Regions from separate parts of the Mus musculus genome. Here regions 1 and 2 are each linked to region 3. The links are chromatin contacts, called in public promoter capture Hi-C maps. All regions are on one chromosome and are shown on one strand. Each heading gives the region's core, a stretch centred on a gene start, on an enhancer-like site or on the middle of the called end of the contact. The rest is flanking DNA. Distances are from core to core; before and after follow the strand shown.

Region 1 (4,760 bases), core at 579-3,078, 1.6 Mb after region 3:
CAAACATACACATTGTGAGGGTTATAATGAGGCATTGATTTAAATCAAGCTGTAAACCCTGAATATTGCCCTACATAAGATCTTTACACATCATTATCCCATCTGACATAGGCCACTTTGTCAGAACAAAGACATCCATAAATAGACATTAACCTAGGACCTCACGAATCCTAGACAAGGATTCTACCACTGAGCTTAAATTAACCCCAGCCCCATTTTTATTTTTGTTTGAGATAGTCTCATTAACTTACTTAGTCTGGTGCCGGGGAGATGGCTCAGTGGTTAGAACACTTGCTGCTTCTGCAGAGGACTACGGTTCATTCCCAGCACCCACACAGAGGTTCACAACTACCTGTAACTCCAGCTCCAGGGGATCTGACACCTGCCTCCAGCCTCTGGGCACCAGGCACACATGTGGTGCACAGACATGCATGCAGACAAAACATCCATAGACATAAAATAATAAGTATTTTTAAAGTTACTTAGATTGGTCTTAAACTTGTGATCCTGCCTCAGACTCCTGAGTAGCCGGATGATAGGCCCGTACCGTTGAGAAAAGCATTTTAATTATAATTAGTGTTATTAAATTTATCTTACAATACTGTATTAAGAAAAGAAAAACTGGTAAAACTAAAAATAAAAAAATAAAAAAATTCACAGTATATTAAAAACTCCAAACAAATGATCAATTATGAACCACATATAGTTTTATCACAATGTCCCTAGTACTAAGTCAATGCTAATCAATCAAAGTCAACATTCAAATATTTATTGAAGGATTACTACAATATAATAAGGGCATTTCTATGAACTCCTATAGCTAGGAGCTACAGCTCTAGAAACTAATATAATGATTTACCTATAAATTTTTATTTACCTTTACTATGATTTATCTATATATTTATAGATGTTATAAATAGTGATTTATCTATAGATATAAACAATATATAAATAAATAGATTATATATATCCAATATATATATATTTACCCAATCTCCCACTGGTTTGTTTGTTCCATTGATTGATTTTTGGTGGGGTTTTGTTGTTTGTTTGAGACAGGGTCTCAGTATGTAATCTGGAACTCACTATACAGACCGAGCCAGCTTCTGCCTCTCAATGCTCGGATTACAAGTGTGCACCACCATGTACAGCTCTTACTACTCCTTTAATTAAAAGTAAATCTTGATTCTGCTATGATTAGGCCAAACTCTTTTCACCATAACTAAAAATAATGAATAGCCAAGCCAGTTGGACTAGACCCAATTAAAAACATAAAAGCTGTCTATATCTTAAAATTTAGAAAAAAAAATTACCCACCTAAATTAACTCTACTATAACTAAAAAAACTAAAATACTACTTCTTTTCTCTCAAAATTTCTCCCAAATACAAGTGTTCATAACTCTAGAAATCAAGACTTGAGAACATATTGAAAAAAAAAAACTGTTTTAATTTTAAGCTTACTTATGAGATTTTATGACCATTTCCTGCTAACATTTTACTAAAATGGTTAACCTGAGCAGTTGTTTCCTAGGTAACTACCTCTAGAGACTATGTTCTAGCCTTAGCACTACACTGTTCAGAGATACGTTAAATTTTATAGAGGGAAAAAAAATCTAGGAAATCAGCAACTGTTCCTATGTGAAAAATTAGCTTAAAGACAAAACAAACAAACAAACAATTTAAAGAGGTGGCAGGTGACAGCTCAGACAACCCTATTCAAGTTTATGAATGATCTACTCCTCAGGACGGCAGGACTTAATAATGCAAATGAGCACAGAGGAAACTGTCAGCTGCATTATGCGTCGGACCAATAGAAGCACAGCTCCATCTTGGCTGTGCACCAGACCGCATTACAAACAGACGGTACCATCGCTTCAACAGCATCTTTCCAGACAAGAGGTAGGTTTATTTGATCCTTTTTATTCAGTAGCTCATACCCTTATAAAACAGTAAAAAAATATTTTACCATGAAAGCCAGAAAGCACTATGCCTGCTAAAGACGTAAAAACAATGTATTAACCCATTATTTGGTAAGATTTTATCATGAAAATGCCGACTGCCTCATGCTATTTGATAAGCATCCTTACCATCTGTGCCTTAATGGAAATTCATTACATTTCCTACCAATCTGATCTCCACCCAGACCTTAAGTAGGACAAAAGCATTTGATGTTTAACCTGAGTCTTTGCTAATTTCATTTTCTCAAAGCAAATTTATTTCAGCAGTCTGGTCTGTCTTAACAAAGGATGTTTCTCAAAGGAAAAAAATCTAAAATAGCAAAGCCTTTGGCTAAAGCTTTCTGATTATATGTACAAATTATATTGGCTGGTAAAAAGCAGTTACAAGAAAGCTTGTATATCAACAAAGGAGAAGATAATTCAAATTATTTATATTTGACTTTGAGTACTAATGTAGAGAAAGCAAAGAAAATGCCAGTTATAATTTTTATATAAAAATTTTTAACATGTATCATTATGTGAGTCATATTATATTGTAAGCAGAGATAATTTATAAATCATCAGATTTTCCTAACATCTTAGTTAAAATAATTCCTCACAGTAAAATCTTACAATACAAGCCATGCTATCAAACAAAAATCTTTTAAAATGTCCTTAAATTACAAGGCACACAAAAATGTAAAGTAACTAGGTTACTCTAAACAGGTACTGATCCACACAAATTCAGTCTTTCTGATAAAGCACATCTTAAAATCCAGTGTGTCCTAGGAGAGCTGGCTAAGGTACAACAGTGACTCTCCCTAGTAAAATCACTTCCCCAGCTCATAATCATCCACATTTCTGCACACAGTATCTAGAGATGTCAGCCCTACTCAGCAGATGCCAGTTCTGCAAGTACTTAACAATCTAAACATCCAACTCTGCCCTTTACCTGGATGCTAAGTATATTTACTCCTAGGTTCTTTTATTTTTAACTTCTGCTTTTCTTTCTATTCCTTCTGTTTCTTAGCATTCAGGTTACACAGACAGATTATCTCTTGAAAAACTCAAAAGGTTGCTGTAACAAGATACTAGACCTCTCAAGTTCGGCACAGCAGGTTAATTACCTAGAAACCATTCTGCTTACCATACAGTATGGGAGCCAAGTAATATTAAAATAACTAACAATTAACAGTTAATTTATGGTTTATATTTTCAAATTGCCTTAAGACTCATTAACAGACTACATTTTCATATAGTCTATATCTATTATTAGCATACATGGAGGTTCATCATCTTTCAAGTATACCTTATCTCAGAGTCTCAGAGTCTGAACTCAATTAGTGGTTCTATAATTTAAAGGCTAGTACAATTAACTGATCATATTTCAAAGTGATGTGCTTAAAAGTGCCAGAGAATTTAATTTACCAATTTTCACCATAACTAGAGCTAAATCATAACTTCTAATCTGGTGATCCAGGGTCACAAAACCAATCCCCATAAATATCCCACTGGGGCCTTTTGAAAATGATAGAAAAATAGGTACAAGGAATATAGCAAAAATAACATAAAACAAAACCTAACTAAAAATATGACTTTCGCTGGGCAGTGGTGGCGCACGCCTTTAATCCCTTTAACTTGGGAGGCAGAGGCAGGTGGATTTCTGAGTTCGAGGCCAGCCTGGTCTACAGAGTGAGTTCCAGGACAGCCACGGCTATACAGAGAAACCCTGTCTTGAAAAAACAAAAAAACAAAACAAAAAAAAATAATAATAATAATAATAATAATATGATCTTCTTTCAAGCTTCCCATTTCTATAATAAAATTATAAAGGGGGATCCACAAAGTACAGACTGTTATTGATTGTATTTTTAATCAGTTTCTCCCAGTTTTTATAATATGCTTACAGCACTTCCTTTATACAAATTTAATTTTCACTTGGAAAATGTAGTCCAGAATAGGACAACCTCATGGTATACTTCTTTCAGGTGCTAAGTACACCAAATCCATTGCCATAAGATGTAGTCTTTACCTAAAAACTAACACACACAAAGCCTACTGGAGCTTTTCTATACTTTGGAGCAGCACACACTTAACTGAAGGGCAGTGAGGCCTGCTATCCAGGTTTACTTGTTTCGGGTGTCCAGAAGTGAACTAAAGCAACACTGTTTTGAATTCCCATCAGCTTCAACACTGTCCACAGTGGCAAAGTGTCATAGCATATACATAAACTCAGTCACTGTTGTACAATGACTACAGTAACTCTTACATAAGAAAGTATTTAACAGAAGACTTGATTACAGCTTCAGAGGGTTAGTCCATTATCATCATGGTGGGGAACATGGCAGCATACAGGCAGGTACGGGAGCAATAACTCAGAGTACATCCTGATCCACAGGGAAAGAGCCTGGCTGGGCCTCGGAATGTGCTATTGAAACCTCAGAGCCCACCTCCAGTGACAAACTTCCTCCAACAAGGCCACACCTCCTAATCCTAATCATGACACTCTCTGGTGACTGGAATAATTGAATATATGAGCATATGGGGAACCATTCTTACTCATATATACTCCTCCTTAAACTGCTTAGACACTTTCAGCAAAACACATAAATACCTTTTGTAAACATTCTGTTACTCCATGGTCACGGCAAATCATTATATGAATGTTCATATGTAACTAAAGTACACTGTCTAGGGTCAGTATATAAGACAGTGACAGAGTGCTCCCCAGCCCTGGGTTTGATAGTTTCCTGAAATCCGAGTCTTTCTATCCATCACTATTACCTCTGTTCTTCAAAAAGAATCTGAAAACTCATTTATGT
Region 2 (4,447 bases), core at 1,611-4,110, 1.1 Mb after region 3:
ACTTCAGTCTTCATTCTTCTTGAGTTTCATGTGTTTAGCAAATTATATAAAGGATCTTTACCTATCCTAAATCAGATAGGGGACTAATATCCAACATATATAAAGAACTCAAGAAGGTGGACTTCAGAAAATCAAATAACCCCATTAAAAAATGGGGCTCAGAACTGAACAAAGAATTCTCACCTGAGGAATACCGAATGGCAGAGAAACACCTGAAAAAATGTTCAACATCCTTAATCATCAGGGAAATGCAAATCAAAACAACCCTGAGATTCCACCTCACACCAGTCAGAATGGCTAAGATCAAAAATTCAGGTGACAGCAGATGCTGGCGTGGATGTGGAGAAAGAGGAACACTCCTCCATTGTTGGTGGGAGTGCAGGCTTGTACAACCACTCTGGAAATCAGTCTGGCGGTTCCTCAGAAAATTGGACATAGTACTACCGGAGGATCCAGCAATACCTCTCCTGGGCATATATCCAGAAGATGCCCCAACTGGTAAGAAGGACACATGCTCCACTATGTTCATAGCAGCCTTATTTATAATAGCCAGAAGCTGGAAAGAACCTAGATGCCCCTCAACAGAGGAATGGATACAGAAAATGTGGTACATCTACACAATGGAGTACTACTCAGCTATTAAAAAGAATGAATTTATGAAATTCCTAGCCAAATGGATGGACCTGGAGGGCATCATCCTGAGTGAGGTAACACATTCACAAAGAAACTCACACAATATGTACTCACTGATAAGTGGATATTAGCCCCAAACCTAGGATACCCAAGATATAAGATATAATTTGCTAAACACGTGATCGTGTTTTAAGCCTCTCCCTGCTACTATTCCAACCTTGAGAGAGAACTACCGAAATCTGCAGGTCTCCCTCCCAGTCATCAGAGGACTGAACCCTGTGTGTAGATGGCTCCAGACTCAAAGGACCTGCAAAAGAGGAAACAGCTCCCACACAGAGCCAAGAATAAGGCCTGTTCCACCAGTGCTGGGCCTTAAGCAGATATTTCAGACCATCTTAGGCCCTGGTTAGAGTACTGAAGACCATCTTGGGCATCTTGGATGGATAATGTAGATCGCCTTGGACCTTAAGTGAAAGCTACAGATAGTTGTGGGCCTTAGGTATATACTGCAGACCATCTTGGGCCCTAAGTGGGCTATCTTGCCATCTTGCCTCAGTGGGGTGGACAATTAAACCTAAAATTTTATTCTGCTTCATGGTTGTTCTTCAAGAATGGAGTTTTTCTTCAGTTGATTTGCGCATAAACTCATGTCCTGGTTTTGAGAACTGTAAAAAGTTCCTTTTGTTCATTGGTGTAATGGTGCAGTATTTTGATGACTGGTTAATTTCAGTTGCTTGACAGATGGTAAAAATGTGAGACTAACAGGGTTCCTGTTTGTTTTGTTTTGGCCGTGCCTTACTTTTTGTTATTTTATCTCGTTCATAGTTTCCCTTTTCACCCACTGTCTATAATGTAATTCCCTCTCCCATTTTGCCCTTTCTCACCCAAGCTTCCTTCCTTGGAAGATCGCCCTTTAAAATCGGGTTTCCCACCAACAGAGCAGCCATGCTGGTGGAGCCGTCACCGTGGCTCTGGCCACAGACCTCTTACACTCTTCCTTAGAAGACGACAAGCAGCCATGCCCCTGAGGGTAACCATAGCAATGATTCACTTGGGCCATATTCTTATATGACCAGGATGAAATCATACAGTGTAGATCCCTGTGTCTAGCTCGGTTCTATCTTATCACGTGACTCATCCACAGAACACAGTATGTTCTCTCTCCTGCTGAATTCTACTCTGCGTGGATATGCCACAACTGATGCCCTTGAAATCACTTCACCTTTGGGGCCAATGTGAACAGTGTTGATGTGAGCCTTCTTGTGTGCATCTTGGTAGCTGTCTGAATATCATATGCCTGGGGCTAAAATTGCTTGTTCACAGACAAGGATTGTGCTGGCCAGTTTTATATCAACTTGACATAAGTTAGAGTTATCTGAAAGAAAGCAAACTTAATTGAGAAAATGCCTCCATGAGATCCAGCTGTAAGGTATTTTCTTAATTAGTGGTTAATAGGGAAGAGATCAGAGCATTGTGGGTGGTGCCACTCCTGGGCTGGAGGTTCTGGGGTTCGATATATAAGAAAGCAGGCTGAGCAAGCCACGGGGAGCAAGCCAGTAAGCAGCCCCCCTCCATGGCCTCTGCTTCTGCTCCTATAACCAGGTTCCTGCATTGATTGAGCCCCTGGCCTGACTTCCTTCGTGATGGATGCAAAAGCAGAAGCCAAATAAACTTTTTCCCCCCTAGCTTGCTGTTGGTCATGGTATTTCATCACAGCAATGGTAACCCAGAGTAAGAAACGTACATATAAAAATCCTTCTTGCTGCACATACTTGTCAATATCACAATATTGCCTTTTCTGCTTAACCTGTTTTAGTAATACATGGTAATCTTTCACCACAATAAAGCATTTATTTATTTTGTTATTAAGCCTTGGCTGTCTGCTTTTAGAAGTGTATCTTGGTCATTTCTCTCATACTTTGTTTTGGAGCAAACAGACCTTTTCCCTGATGACTAATGAAGTTATCATGCTCACAAACCAAATGAGTCACGGAGCTAAAGTGAGACTTAGAACAACAGCCCGAAGCCTCTAGGCTTTTGCTGCCACCAGAATAGGGAGTTCAGGGTCAGTTGTAGTTGGTAATTGTGGCCAAGAAAAGCCAATGAATAAATCTTAAATCTTAAATGTCCTTAAACCATGACGGGACTCGTGTGTGTGTGTGTGTGTGTGTGTGTGTGTGTGTGTGTGTGTGTGTGTGTGTGTTTTCTTTTGTAACTCATTGCATAGTTCCCCAGCATGAACTTTATAAATAACTGCATCATGCTACAATGTCAAAAGGTGGTGGTAGTGGGTGAGCTAAATAATGGCATGGCCATTTATGAATTACAGGGACTGACCTAAAAATTGTGTGTGGGATAGATGATAGAAAGTGAAACTGTGCGTAGGTAAAAATAGTTAGAGATAAGTGGGACAGGAAGAGAAGCAACAAAACCGGAAAACAAAGACAAACCAGTGCAAGCTGGAAAGGGAAATTTACAAGAACTAATCCTTCGATTCTTTTTTTAAGACCAAAAGCAGAAAAAGAAAGGGTTTTTTTTTTTTTCCTTTCTGATGACAGATGGACACAGTGGGCCAGAAGACAAGGCAGTTTTTGAAAAGTATATACTTTGTGTAAAACCCAATGATTTTTGACATGTCAGCTATATCCAAGAGAAAAAAAAATACCTCATCCTGAAAAATGGGAATTTTGGTTCAAGAAATATAAGGCTAAAGATAGAGTTGGGTGAATCAGTTGAAAAGAGATCTAGAAGTGAAGATAAGTTAGAGAAAGGTCAGAGAAATAGGAAGGGGGAGTCTGCCTGTTCCAGTAACTCAAGGACAAAAATCAGAGCAGTGTGTCTACGGCAGTGGGTCTAGAGTATCGGGTCTAGAGCAGTGGGTTCTATAGCATCTACGGCAGTGGGGTCTAGAACAGCAGGGTGTAGAGCAGCAGGCCTAAAGCAATGGGTCTAGAGCAGTGGATCTAGAGCAGCAGGGTCTAGAACAGCAGGGTCTAGAGCAATGGGTCTAGAGCAGCATATTAATAGAACATTTAGCAATGTCTTCCATTGTGAAAAGCAGGAGAATTGGGTCAGGAGTAATTGAAAATAGAGTTGAATGAAACCATTTCCATGGTGGAGAGCTCTTCTTATTTCAGACCCTGAAAATCCAAGGACCATAATCACTGAAAATTCCATAGCTTCCAAAAGTTAGATTTGGCTTGCAGATTTCCCACTTATGTGGGAATAGTGATAACCACGCCCTTATAATAGTTTTTGCAGAAAACCTATCCACTACACTTACTGTTTCAGATATGTTCCATTTCGAAGCAATAGCCCATTGAATTTGTGCAAAGATTGAGGATGAAATGCTGAGTTCTGTGTGAGCAGCTGTCATGACAGATCGCAGATCTTGAGTGGTTAGATTCTGTTGTTCTGGATGTTCAGCCAGGGTGTTCTGCCTCTCAAATAAGCCTCGGCCTAGGAATCCTTAGGCCCCTATTGTGGCCCTGTGTGATGCTCACAGGACCTAGTTTCACTCAGATCTCAATCTGGTTTGAGGCTTTACACTACACATGAGCCAAACTCAGCAAAATGACAAGCAGGGTGACTCACATTATGGGAGTGAGTCTCTTTTCACTAGGATCTACTGGCCTTGTGATGAAAAAGGACAGCTTTGACATGTACTCTGGAGGTAGGCACTGCTGTTGGCACTGATGTCATGGGGGCTGAGCCCCTAAATGGGGCAGGGAAGTTGTGGACACAAGATGGGAACGTTGAGGGCCATCCTGCTGCTTTAAACACTGTCCTGGGGTCTGAGGTAGACTTAGACAGA
Region 3 (4,268 bases), core at 1,363-3,862:
CTGAACTAGCTTTACACACGATCAATGGGCTGACCAACTCAATTTTTTTTAAAGGATTCATAACTTAACAAATTGAGTTATTCATATCCACTGCAAAATGTTGTTAGAAATATTCTTCCCTTTTCAACTTTAAGGTAGGTATTTCTTATTCTGTTTAAATATGCATTAAAACTGAACACCAGTTGCATAATGGCATGTGGTCCACATTCCCGACTTCCCCACTGCCCACCCTTGAAAAGCTGGGAGTGAATGGGGGAGAGGTGTTCACCCCTGCTAGGCACTTACTTCCTCCTGACTTGAGTCAGCACAAGGATTAGAGTCCCTCTGCAGGTCCTCCAAGCTCTGGGACCAGCCTCAGGCATGCCTAGCAAATGCTGAAAGGTTTCTCTGAAGCAGCTTGGTAGAAAATGGTGGGAAATTCTCAAGTGGAGGCGGAATACCAAAGCATGCTAAAGACTCTGCTGCCCACTTACCACCCAGGAGAGCACACTCTTGTGTTCTAGTCCCGCAGGCTCGGGAGCTGAGGCCATTGGTGAAGTTGTACTATTGGAGCCTAGCATGTAAACTCACCATGGCAGCTCCCTTTATTATTAAACTGTAAGAACGAGCTGAATTGACGGTGGAGAGACAAGTTTCTATTCAGAGCCTGAGCTCAGGAGACAGTCCCAATAACATTTTCAAGAACTTTTTTTTTGCAAGATTCTTCCATGAGAGGCAAATGTGAGTGAGGTTCTTCTGATAGCCCAGGAGTTACCACTGGGACTCCTGCCCTGCGGAATTGCGTAAGCAGTCCTGGCTTGGAAACCCTTCTTTTTTTCCCTCTGGGTATCATCATCATTACAGGTTAAGGACATTTACCCTTGTGGCCTCTATCAAGGGTGCGATGTGGCAGTGGGTTGTCCTCACAGAACATTCCAGCTTTTATTAACCTCATGCTCATCCAAGAACTGGTGTAGTAAAGTGCTTGTGTGAGTTTAGCTTTCCTGACTCTCAGCTATGGATGTCTCAACAGGACTGTGACAGTGATGATGGCCACTTAGAAGTACTTTCCAGAAACCGAGACAGTCCACCAATAGTTAAGTCCCCTAAAGGAAGGCAGCTGGACAGGTGCTTGAGGAAACATCTTCACAGCCACACACTCGTGTATGTACTGAAGTCCTTATTCTGTCTCCAACACTGCCCCAGGCTTTCCTTCTACCGAGGAAACAGGCAGTAGCAGAGACCACCGATGCACATTTGAGCCGGTAAAGCGACACAGGACCTGGACACAGTTGCAGGACAGGATCCCAGGAGCCTAAGGAGCTGTTTCCCAAGAACAATCACACACCCTGCTTTCACGTGGGTGCCTCAGAAGTCAACTGCCTCTGAAGAGAGCTTGGGCCAGGTTTGGGACGCTTGCAGAAATACCTTCTGTGTCCTACTGAAATAATGTGGTCTTTCAAGATGCTGCCAGCCTTAGAAGGCCAGTAATATTTCTTTTAAGCTTGACAAGTCTGAACAGAAAAACAAAAACAAAAAACCAAAAAAAAAAAAAAAAACCAAAAACCAAAAAAAACAAAAAACAAAACAAAACAAAACAAAACAAAAAAAACCAAAACCCACAACCTGCCTAGCTTCAGGCAGTTGAGCGACTGAGTTTCTGACTGAGACCTTCTTTCTGCAACTCTTCCTCGCTGATGTCAAAACCAAGTTAACAATAACCCACCGCAACACTACATTAGATAAATATCCTCAACCAATTCAAGACACCACCATCCACTCCTCCCCCCCCCTTTCAGCAAATCTCGGTTCTCTCCCCAAATGTCTAGCTGATACTTTTATATGTATGAAGTTGACATTGGCCCCCTTTTGTATACAGACCCTAATTATTACAGTTTTAATGTATACACCCCTCAATCCTTGAAGAGAAATGTTTTTGAATAGGGCCGCATAATGAGCAGTCAGGTAGCTTTGAATGAGGCAGCCCACACCAGCTAATAAGGGCCAAAGACAGCAAGAAGCTCAGGCCTAAGAAGGCCTCTGCCCAGCTGAGCTTTAACAAACGAAGAACTCTCCGGGTTTAAGGGTTTCTTCTGAGGTCACTTGCAGCTTTGACCTTCAAGGTTGCTAATAGGGCCCCGATGCTTCTCTTTCTACTAACTTTCCCCTAAATGGCCCTAGTTTACTTCAGCTGTCTCTACTTTCTCCCTGGCTCCTGGACGTTCTTGCCAAAGGGACCAGTTCCTTCCCTGCCTAGGCTGAAGAAGCCTTTCTTTCTCCTGGACCCGCAAGCTGAGACAGGGCCACATTCCAGCAACTCTGCAAGTTCCCCCACTCAAGTCTTTTTCAACTTTCTCTGTTTCCCCGTGGGCCTGCCATCCCCTGTTCTGAAGCTGCCGTCCGGTTCAGAGCCTCTCCTCTGGGTTCAAAACGGTAGCTGTGAACAAGTCCCTGGGGGAAGGTCAGCGAGTCCCCATCCCACCAGACACAGGGTGTGCCTGCACCCGCCCTCGCCCCAGCTTAGACTGGGTCTGCACCTACCTCTCCCGGCGGCGCCGCAGCCGGGGCCGCTGCTCGCTGGCCTCATGGGAGAGCCTGAGAGAAGTGTCAGGGTTGATTGCTGCCACTGAACTACGTGAGCGTCGGGGTGTCCCGGGGGTAGGGCCTGGGCTTAGTTCCCGGAGACGAACAAGGAGGAGGAGCCCAAGTTATCACATCAGGGCGGGACCTGGCGGCGGGACAGCCCAGATGGGGGCAGCGCCTCGCGAGCACCCCCACGCGGGCTGCCCCGTTCCCGGGTGGAGCTCGCCTCGAGCCCATTGCCTTCCGAGACCCGAGACGACACAGCGTGTGCCTCTTGCCTGTGTGCAGCAAAAGGAGATCTGAACCTAAGTGGGGAGTAGTAGGGACTGGTCCGCACTACTTGATGGAGTCAGGGCTGGGACACGGGTTTCTCGCGTCTATTTCGTAACGGGAAACTGAAGCCCCGGGAGCTTGTATTTGGACTCCAGATTCTGCCACAAAAAACTAGAATTATCTTCCAAAGTGTCACATCTCAGGTTGGGGATGTGCCACGTTAGGACTCGAGACATCCTTTCTGTTCAGGACACGTTTCGCAGGCTAACTCGCTTAGGGATCTCGGGGGTCCCCTCTAGGCTCCATCCCAGCTCCGGTGCCTGAGATGTTTCTGCACGCTGAAGCGACAAGCCACCCGAGCCCAGCTAGGGGATTCTACTACCTGGGAGTCAGTGTTAGTGGGACAAATGGTAAGTGTCGGAGAACTCCCCCGCGTGCCCCTCACCGCAGATTTCCTGGCTCTGGACCTTGAACTAGAGGCTTGAGGAGGTACGTACCCGGTACCACTCTTGAGTACGGAGGGGAGACCCTTCAGCCCGCCCCACCATCTGAGCTGGGTGACAGTGACAGCAACCACGACGGCAAAAGTGGGGCAGGCACTCGGCTTGGTCCACGCAACAGCAGCCCTCTCACCTGCTCACTGGATTGCAGCACTCTGGATTCCAGCTCCAGCAATCTGTGGCTCACTTTAACTTTCCAGCCACCTCTCCCCACTAAGGGTGCTATCCAAGACCACCTTACCCCCACCCCCACGTGAACGCAGGACTCAGCCAATGAGCTTCCGGGACATGAGCCGCAGACCAATAGCTACACTTGGGGCGAACAGCACTCTACCACGTGATCTGCAGTGTGTGGCGAGTGACAGGGCTGGAGTCCAGGATCTGGGAAGGGGACAGCGGGTCACAATTTCATCAGGAACCGGGGTACCCATGCCAAGGGGTGGAGGCGATTTCCTACGGTAGAAGGTCCGGCTGTAGAGAGACGGACTGAGGAGCACAGGCTGTGTGCAAAGTTCCCCACTGCTAACAAAGTTCTAGCTAGATGGTAGACTCCCAAGTGTGGAAGGCAGTGTTGTCTTTCCTTTGGCCCCTCCTTCTCCCGCCCTCTTAGGACAAAAAGCCCCAGGGTTCACAGATGGCCATGACCTTCTCAGAATGCCCAGAAGCAAGTGTTCTCTCCCCATTTTGATTTTATCTGCAGCAGTAGTGTCCCAAGCATTCACTGGATCTTGCTTTTGTGGCTGTTACTCTAGCAAAATCTTTCCCTTAGCGATGTTATCTGGCAGAAGAGCATGACTCTCATGCTCACAGTACTGCACAGGTGAGAGAGGATTAGTAAGGTGGGTGTGTTTAGGAAACAGCCTGACTTCGGTCCATACAGTAGCCTGGAGTTCTATACAGGGTCTGAACACTTTAGGAAACAAGGATTCCTCT

What was found. Promoter capture Hi-C pulls out the DNA fragments that hold promoters and counts their contacts.
Region 1: a promoter capture Hi-C map of pre-B cells shows a contact between it and region 3, with 5 times the contacts expected there. The contact joins the promoter of Smim18 here to the promoter of Ppp1r3b in region 3. A contact is called at or near these places in 3 of 39 promoter capture datasets (liver, neutrophils and pre-B cells), 1 of 484 Hi-C or Micro-C datasets (CD4 T cells) and 1 of 9 other capture datasets (liver).
Region 2: a contact with region 3 is called in a promoter capture Hi-C map of pre-B cells, with 3 times the contacts expected there. The contact joins the enhancer-like site here to the promoter of Ppp1r3b in region 3. A contact is called at or near these places in 5 of 39 promoter capture datasets (cranial neural crest, embryonic stem cells, hippocampal neurons and 2 more) and 1 of 484 Hi-C or Micro-C datasets (bone marrow-derived macrophages).

What each region holds. Positions count from the first base shown.
Region 1 is chr8:33,744,838-33,749,597 of GRCm38.p6, reverse strand. Smim18 (small integral membrane protein 18) reads left to right here and starts at 1,828. Exons shown (of 2, transcript NM_001206849.1): 1 at 1,828-1,900. The region is part of intron 2 of Gtf2e2 (general transcription factor II E, polypeptide 2 (beta subunit)); the gene reads right to left.
Region 2 is chr8:34,274,719-34,279,165 of GRCm38.p6, reverse strand. No RefSeq gene overlaps it. Among named protein-coding and RNA genes, the nearest start is that of Gm29243, 60 kb to the right of the region's middle. Within about 2 kb of position 2,860, at least 62 of the 459 cell types and tissues checked have an H3K27ac peak or open chromatin away from gene starts, as enhancers often do. A contact at or near this core is called in bone marrow-derived macrophages, hippocampal neurons and pre-B cells, where this site is marked.
Region 3 is chr8:35,375,006-35,379,273 of GRCm38.p6, reverse strand. Ppp1r3b (protein phosphatase 1, regulatory subunit 3B) reads right to left here and starts at 2,612. Exons shown (of 2, transcript NM_001364452.1): 1 at 2,521-2,612.